Linked DNA regions of Rattus norvegicus: region 2 is linked to region 1. Evidence: chromatin contacts called from public Hi-C data. All regions are on one chromosome and are shown on one strand. Each heading gives the region's core, a stretch centred on a gene start, on an enhancer-like site or on the middle of the called end of the contact. The rest is flanking DNA. Distances are from core to core; before and after follow the strand shown.

Region 1 (4,155 bases), core at 837-3,336:
TCCTCAATTAGGTCCTCCTACAGGAGATGCTTTTGTAGCTGCACGGCGCCCAGCGTTTACATAGAGGCAGCTCTGCTGTTCCTGCTATACCTACCTCCCTTTCTGGACAAAGGACACAAAGGAATAAAACAAAAGCCTCATGCTTATATGGGGGCAAAGCACATAGACCACGAAGGGGTCAGTTTACAGTGCGTGTCGAGGGGCGGGGGGAAGCCAAAGGAGGGCACTTGACCATAAGGCAAAAAGGATAACTGCAATAAAAAACAAAACAAACAAACAAAAAAACCTGAACTCAAGCAAGCTCGATGCCCATACCCACACGGGTAGAGAGCACTGTACTAGGCCCCAGATGTTGCTTGTGACTCCGACCAAGACCCTTGGAGGAGGGGGTAAGTAAGCACAGAGTCAATAATCCAGACTCCCAGAGGCAGGCAAATGGCAGAAGAGGACTCGTTTACTACGGGAACTGGGCAAGCCTCTATACCTCCTTCCTAGCATCTCATTGTTTTTCAAGTAGCCAGATATAATGCTGTCATTTTCTCAGTGGCTCACTCCAATGCCTGATCCAACATTAGCAGTCTCTAGCCGTGCTGGAAGACCTAGGTTGGCTCAGGAAGGAAGTATCAACGGCTCATATGCCAGCATTGCCACTGGGCCTGCCTGGCTAAGTTCCTCCTGTAGTCAGGGACTCTTTTATCAACCACACCAGCACTGCAGTGTTCACTCACTCTAGGTAAAGCCTGCTGGAACCTGGGACTTAGGCCTCAAGCCCAGACGATTCTAGGTTCCACTTCCTCTCATTTCTTTGACTGCTTGACAGTTCGCTTATGCTGTGTTTGGTCTCCCTTCCCCAGCTGGATCTTTTTGTTGAAATATGAACTCTTTCTTCCCTTATCTAGTTAAAGTCTCTTGTTTCTAAGAACATTTATTTGGAAATTGAATATTACTTTTAACCTGGCTACTGTGTTGTATCCTTTCATAGTTAATTCAAACTCTGGGGATTACTTCAATACAGTTGCTTCAGTCTCCGGGATTTTTTCTCTAAGTAGATAAACTTCCTTGATCCTTACACAGTCTTCCTAGACTCCCAGCTCATGATATCTTAATGTGGTACAGGTTCATACCTAAATAAAAGATGCACAGTACTTGCCCACAGAAGGGCCAAGGCTAGACCAGGGTACATAAATGCAAACAAGGACTCTGCCCTTGAGGACTTCAAAATTTACTGTGAGAGGTAGATAATTAAATAACTCACAATTACAGCTAAGCTTTTTGTAGGATTGTGGGAAAAGCACTGTGGAATCACAGAGGGGAGGATTCACTCTTGCAAGATGAAGGATGAGGATGGAGAGGAACTCCTGAGACACGGGAGCTCAGGAACCTTACAGCTCTGAGGTGGGGCAGTGTCCCAATGGAACAGCATCCTGAGACATGGGAGCTCAGGAATCATAAGCTCTGAGTGAAAGCCTCCTCAGCAGAGGTGATGCAGCTCTCAGGGGAGCTAAGGAGCTCAGGAGCGCTCCCTCCCGCCCCCCCTCCTTTACCTCTTCTCTTCATTGCTTCTTTTCTTCTTGGCTTCTTCCGAAGATTTCAGGCTTATGGAACGCTACATGGACCTAGTATAAGCCTAACAAATTGTATTGGTAAAATAAGTATGTCTATTGTTCAGTAAATCTAGAACTGTGGGGGAGTTTGATCTTGTTCTCTACTTATAAGACAAAGGTTTGAAATGTTCTTGGTCTCTAGGGACCAAACTTTGACAAGTTTAGGTCTGCCCAAATGCCAAGTTTCAGCGTTTCTTTTTTCTCTATCTCTGATTCCTATTCAGTCTGTGAAAGGAAAAGAGGGCAGCTTCCGAGATATATGCCTGCCGCCTTGGGACAAGAAGTTGGACTTACTGTTCAGAGACCAAGCCCTGCCCGAGTGGGCGTGGCCCGTTCATGGGCGTGGCCGCGGTGTGGGCGGGTTCTGCGAGAGGATGAGTGCGGGCGGGGCCGCCGCCGGTCCGCGCCCGGAAGTGCCCTGTGGGCGGAGTTGAACTGGACGTTAAGTCCCTGCGCGGTGTCCGGCGTCCGAGGGCAGCGGCCTGCTTGCTCAGGAACTCCCTCAGCCGCCGCGTTCTCTAGCCGCCGTTGCTGCCCGGGACGATGATGCCGCGCCTGCTGTTTCGTGCCTGGCCCCGCTGCCCCTCGCTTGTCCTGGGAGCCCCTAGTAGGCCCTTAAGTGCTGTCTCGGGGCCGGACGATTATCTGCAGCACAGCATCGTGCCCACCATGCACTACCAGGACAGCCTGCCCAGGTGAGCCCAGCCTCCTGGCCCCGGCCACAGACCCGACTCCTGGCACTCAGGATTTGCCCTGAACCTCCGGCCTTGGAGGCAGCCAAATTGCCCAGCTTGGAAAACCTGAGACTGTGAGAATTCCCTGGCTCAGAAGATTCAGAAACTTTAAGACCGCTCCGAAACCCTCCCGTCTACAAGTTGTGATTCCCACAAACTCCCTCTCCATTAATCTTTCAGACAGCTACCCTGAGCCCTTCACACGTAGTACCTGAAAACCACCCGAATCCTTACTACTAGGGTAGTCTATTTGTTTTGTTTTGAGACAGGGTTTCTTCGTGTGCCCTAGAACTAGCTCTGTAGATCGCTGGCCTGCAGTGAACCTCTTGTTTCTGCCCACAGAGTGCTGGGATTAATAGCATTGGCACCTCTGTTCAGGGAGGAGAGCCAATTGCTAACATGGGTCTCCCTCGGGTCAATTTCCACTATCCACCTTCTTTACTTGTTGCTGAGAACAACCCACTCCTCTTCCAGTACCTGCTCTGTTAGTGTCCCATCAGATGCTGCAAGCACACCTTCGTCCTCAGTTTACCACTCTCCATCTTCTAAGGTCAGACTTAACCTAGAAACTTCTCATCCCCACCAAACCTTCCTCATCACTCTTTCGGGTGGTCCCCAACACTTCACCCACACTACCTGACCTATCCAAACAGCCCTAATGAGTGTTTCCCCATGTCAGTCACCCCCTCTCCCCAATACCCAGTACTTCCTTAAATCTGGAGTCTAGTTTTCTCTCTGACCTCTCAGCTTTGATCTGGCTTGCCAGATCTACTGCAAGGATAGAAAACACCTTCTTCTCTAAGCCACACCTAAATCGTCTTCTCTGCATTCACTGTTTATTTCCCAAACCAAGCTCCCCTCTTGGTGTCCTTCTGATTCAGCCATCCTCCTGTCCAGGAGCTTCCTGCTCCATCCAGGAAAAAACAAACATTGTTCCAAGGTATTGTCCCTGCTGTGGGGTTTGCTTTCCTCCATGTCCAGCAGTTATTTAACTCAGTGTCATCTGCCCACCCTGCCTTATCAGCAAGAATACCCTGTGTGCAAACGTGTAAAACCAGGCTACAGTGAGGTTCTCTGAATTCAGCGGGAGGGAGGGGGAAAGAGAAAGGGTCTTTACTATGGTAGGATGAGGGTGTACCGTGGCCTCTCCTGACAGCCTGTGTGAGCTGCACTAATATGTAGGGGAAAGGTGAGGGCTTGGGAAAGAGTGTTTTGATTTGCTGAGTCAGAAGGGCACTGACCTTCAGGCAGGCCTGTGCCTCACCCAGGTTTAAGATCAGGTGGACTGTTGGCAGTTGAGAATTGGGAACCTGTAAGAACATTCAACATGGTTTAGTCTGTACAAACATCTGTAAGATCCTGGAACTAGAAATAGTATTGCTTGTGTCAGGTAGTGGCAGGATCCTGAGGTATAAATAGTATCATTAGTCAAGTATAATGGTACATACCTTTAGTCCTGGCATTCCTGGACGATGGCTGTGAGTTCAAGGCCTGCCTGATCTATTTCGTGAGTTCCAGGATAGCCAGAGCTGTATTTTAGAGCCTGTCTTGGGGAAAACAAACAAATAACTAGCCCTCTCCTCTAAAAACCCAACCAGCCAACCAACCAAACAAACAAACAAACCCATACTAGTACTGTGTGCTCTTCATGGTGACTTTCCTGGTGCTTCATCTAGAAGTGGGAGTCAGGTGAGATTCTTTCTGTGTCAGCAATTCTGGGCTCGTGAAATATATTCTCTCTGAGTCTCATCGATGTCACACTTAGCCGGGAGCTCTGACCTTGAGGTCGACCTGGTTTCAGATTCTGCATATGTCGT
Region 2 (4,155 bases), core at 947-3,446, 360 kb before region 1:
TTGCTGTTTCTCTTGGCCATGAGCTCATATTCCATCTCTTCCCATGTTAGCTTCCTCCTCTTCCTCCTCCCTCCTCTTCTTCCTCCTCTCCCCTCTTCCTCTTCTCCCTCTCCTCTTCCTTCTCCTCCCCCTCTCATCTTCCTCCTCCTCCCCTCTCATCTTCCTCCTCCCCCTCTCATCTTCCTCCTCCTCCCCCCTCTTCCTCCTCCTCCTCTTCCTCCTCCTCCCCCTCTTCTTCTTCCTCCTCCTCCCTCCCTCTCTCTCTCTCTCTCTCTCTCTCTCTCTCTCTCTCTCTCTGCAACCATCCACCAGATAACTCAAAATCTGCCTACCTCTAATCCCTCCAGTGATTGGCTGTACCGTTTTTAATTAACCAATAGCTTTAAGTGAAGGAGCAAGTTTTGCACAACAAAAGCTGCCAAATGTGAGCATTCACTCCTAGGAAACTAGACCTTCAGGAACAGAGTTTGGCATTACCATACACAGCAACAGACCAAACCTCCACACTAGAGTAATCAAATTCACAGAGATTAAAAAATTAGGTCTATGCGAGTTTTGAGTGTGTCTCAGGTAGAGAGCTTGCATAGCACATATGAGGCCATCGACTTAATATCCAGCACTGCAGCAACCTCAACAAAAGGTAGCACAGTGCTTGCCAAGGGACGGTGAGAAAGAATATGGGCATAGACATTCAGTTTTGCAAGAGCAGCAGAGTCTGAGCAGTGAGGATGTTGCCCAAGAGGAGAACACTTGCACAGCATGTGCAAAGCCTTGTGGTTAATTCCCAGGACCACACACAAGGTGAAAGCAATCAAGTGGCAGCCTTCTGGAAGTGCCTGTTTGGCAATAGCTATACTAGTACTTAATGCTGCCCTGATTGTATTAAAAATGGAAGATGGCCAAGTGGCAAAAGGCCAGGGGGTTAGGTCTCCAGAAGGTGTGCTCTGGAAAAACAGTGACATACTTTCTCTAGCAAGGCTACACTTCCTAATATCGCCATCCTCTGTGGGCCAAGCATTCAAACACAGGAGTCTGTGGGGGCCATACCTATTCAAACCATCACAGCGGAGAAATGGGAAAGTTGAAGCAAGCATGGACTTCATAGTGAATTCAAGGCTAGCCTGCGCTACAGAGAGGGAAAAAAGTATAGAAGTGGAATTTCAGGAGGTCTGGAAGTCACTGTCAGTGATAAAAACTTACATGGATGTTCTCTTTTGTCCATTTAAGTTGTCAGTGATTTGAAGGCAAAAATGATTAGGTAAACGAGCACGAGGAAGGAAGTATGGGAGGCCTGGGAAGAGAGACTTGAAGTAGCTATCTAGATGGTGGAAAAGTACAGTGTAGCCAAGCAGCGTTGGAACATAAGATCAAAGGAAGGAGAGGCATTCAGTCCCACAGTGTGCTTTGGGGTTTCCCCCAAGCTGTGGCTTCACTGCAGGTTCAGGATCGGAACTTTAAATTTACATGTTTTAATTTATTTTATGTGTGTGAGTGTTTTGCCTATGTGTCAGACGCATGCATGGTGCCTTCAGAGTCCAGAAGAGGGTGTCAGATCCCCTGAAAGTGTAGTTATGGTTTTGAGCCTCCGTGTGGGTGTTGAGAACTGAACCTGGGTCCTCTGAAGAGCAGCCAGTGCTCTTAACTGCAGAGCCATCTTCCAGTCCCTGGAGTGCTTTTTGATAGTAAAAAGGAAAGAGAGGAGATAGAGAAAGGAAGTGAATATTGGGATGTGACTCAGTGGCAGGCAGAACACGGGCCTATATGCTATATAGAGGGACCCTGTCTCAAAAAAACAAAACAAAAACAACAAAACAAAATCATATAACAGAATGCTGAAATCACTAAGAACAATGACAACAAAAATTAATGACTATGAATCAGAAGTTAAAATTTGAAGAATGAGGGTAACCACGGCAGTCTCCTGGAGGTTAGGTTTAAATCTCTTCCAAAGCAGAAAAAAAGCGAATCCCTGTGAGAGGGCGTTGGCCCCTTTAAGGGTTGGTGTTCGGGAAAGGGAGTTTACGCTGAGAAGGGGCGGAGTCTGAAGGGGGTGGGATCACCGGGGGGCGGGGCAAGGCAGGCACGGGGAGAGGGGCGGGACTTCTAGGGGGCAGGGCGCGGTAGGCTCGGCGAGAGAGGGGCGGGACCTCGCGTGGGGGGAGGCGGGGCGCAGCAGGCGCGGCGAGCGAGGCGGAGTCTGAGTTTCGGTCAGGCTGCGGCAGCGGCTGCTGTAGTTCAGAAGAGCGAGGCCGAGGCCTGGGCCCAGCCCGGAGCCGCTGCCTGACCGGAGCCACCTGGAGCCCCCGCGCCGGGTGATCTTAGCGGCGGGCTCGGGCTCGGCCGGCAACCACACGCAGGACCGAGGCTGCATGCCGGAGGACCAGGCCCACACAGCCATGGTAAGCTAGCGCGGCCTGTCCCCCTCCTCCCCCCTCCCCCCGGGCTACCGCCGGGCAGCCGTCTCACTCTTCTTCCCGCACCCTTGGCCTCTGCCTCCTCCGGCTTGCGTTTCCCATCCACCAGCTGGAGCAAACACCTTTAGGAGACATCCCTTAATCTCCCTTCTCTCCGGTGACACCCTTTTGTCCCCCGGTGACAGCCTCCTTCGCATTCTCCTCGTCCCCCCTCCCTGTCCTTAACCCTCGCCTTTCTCCTCAACCATTTTACCTTTCTCCTCTATGGTCGTTAATCTCTTCCCACCCCACACTTTTCGTTCTCACACTTTGCTTCCTTTCCCTCCTCGATCCCCTTCACCCTTCTGTCTCCAGCGCCCCTTCTTCCCCTTGGTCCTCGACCATCCGCATTTCCTCTGTCGCTCGTCGGATGTCCTCCGTCGCCGGCTCACACATCTGTCCCCATTTCCTTCTGCAGGCTTCAGGGGGCTAACTAAGCAGGAGCAATTTGAAGGCAATTGCTTCCCAGGAGCTGTTGGGCGGGCACATACAGATTAGTAGTCTTTCTTTCCCCTTTCTGTTTTGGAGTGGGGAAGTGAGGGGAGATTGGCGGTATGGAAGATTAGTCTGGAAGCGTTACTACCTAGTGTCATTGCAAAAACCGGAGTGAGGTGTGTTATAGAGTACATCTTGAAGCCTTTTGCCATCATCAGGCCTTTTGACAGAAATAGTGAAAAAGGTTGTGAAATTTTTATTTTGAATGCGTTTTCATGTGGAGTTACTGTTTGGGAAATTAAAAATCTCTTGTATTTTGCAGGCTTGACAGTTGTTGCTCAGAACACATGATTTGTTTTTTGTTAGGCAGAGACCAAGGGCATTTGAGGTCTGAATATCAGGTTGGCAGTCAGATTGTGACAGTCCTTCGAATACCTTCCTTCTAAAGGTTGTATTTGTTTTGCCCTTTCTGCCCTCTCTTGGAGAGACCCTTTCTTTGCAAATTTTCCTCTGCTTCAAAATGGCTGTGACTACAGCCCTCTTTTGAAGTGAGTTACCCGTGTTTTGCAGTGTATATATTGAAAGCATTGTTCCATCATATACAATTGGCTAAATTTTGATCTCTGGGAGGAATAATACATTCTAGTCAAAAAGACTTCCTGCTAATCATAGTTTCCTAGTTTGTATTTCCCTCTATCTGGTTTTTAGGAAGGTAACTTACTATCTGGTTATTTAACCAGGAAACCCTCCCTCCCTCCCTCCCTCCCTCCTTCCCTCCCTCCCTCATGGACTCTGCCTCTTCTCTATTGTCTTTCCCCAGTGATTTCGGCTCTCAGGCTCTCACTTGTAACTGCTCTCACTGTGTGCTGATCTGCTCCTTCCCATGTTAGAGTCAGGAAACAACTGGGCCTTCCTTAATTCCCTTTAGTCCCAGTGCCCAGGTCAAGTAGACACTTGGATGATTTGATTTAGATCTCATTTCCTTACCTGACAAATGCAGTCTCTCACTGAAATGTGAGGTACCCGGCAATCTACTCAGGGCGAGCTGAAGCATATTTTGGTGCAGAAAGGAGTAGAGTAAGATGTAGCAATGACTCCAGACTAGAGGGCCATCTTGCTGGAGAAGGTTGCAGGCTGTTAGACTTTTGGCCTTTCCACCGACTGAATGAGTATAGAAAGAGGACTGGGATTCAAAGAATCATTTGAGCTGGGCCTGAATGATGGACCATTTGGGAAGGAAGGAAGAAGACTTCATCTCAAGTGTGAA

The links. A called contact is a pair of places that touch in the nucleus more often than the background predicts.
Region 2: a Hi-C map of mammary epithelial cells shows a contact between it and region 1, with 2.8 times the contacts expected there. The contact joins the promoter of Zyg11b here to the promoter of Cpt2 in region 1. A contact is called at or near these places in 2 of 12 Hi-C or Micro-C datasets (Schwann cells and mammary epithelial cells).

What each region holds. Positions count from the first base shown.
Region 1 is chr5:127,908,749-127,912,903 of GRCr8, reverse strand. It overlaps Cpt2 (carnitine palmitoyltransferase 2), which reads left to right and starts at 2,086. Exons shown (of 5, transcript NM_012930.1): 1 at 2,086-2,299. The coding sequence starts at 2,148. It overlaps LOC134486962 (a long non-coding RNA gene), which reads right to left and starts at 1,682. Exons shown (of 3, transcript XR_010066570.1): 1 at 1,545-1,682.
Region 2 is chr5:128,269,487-128,273,641 of GRCr8, reverse strand. Zyg11b (zyg-11 family member B, cell cycle regulator) reads left to right here and starts at 2,196. Exons shown (of 14, transcript NM_001426994.1): 1 at 2,196-2,399. The coding sequence starts at 2,370.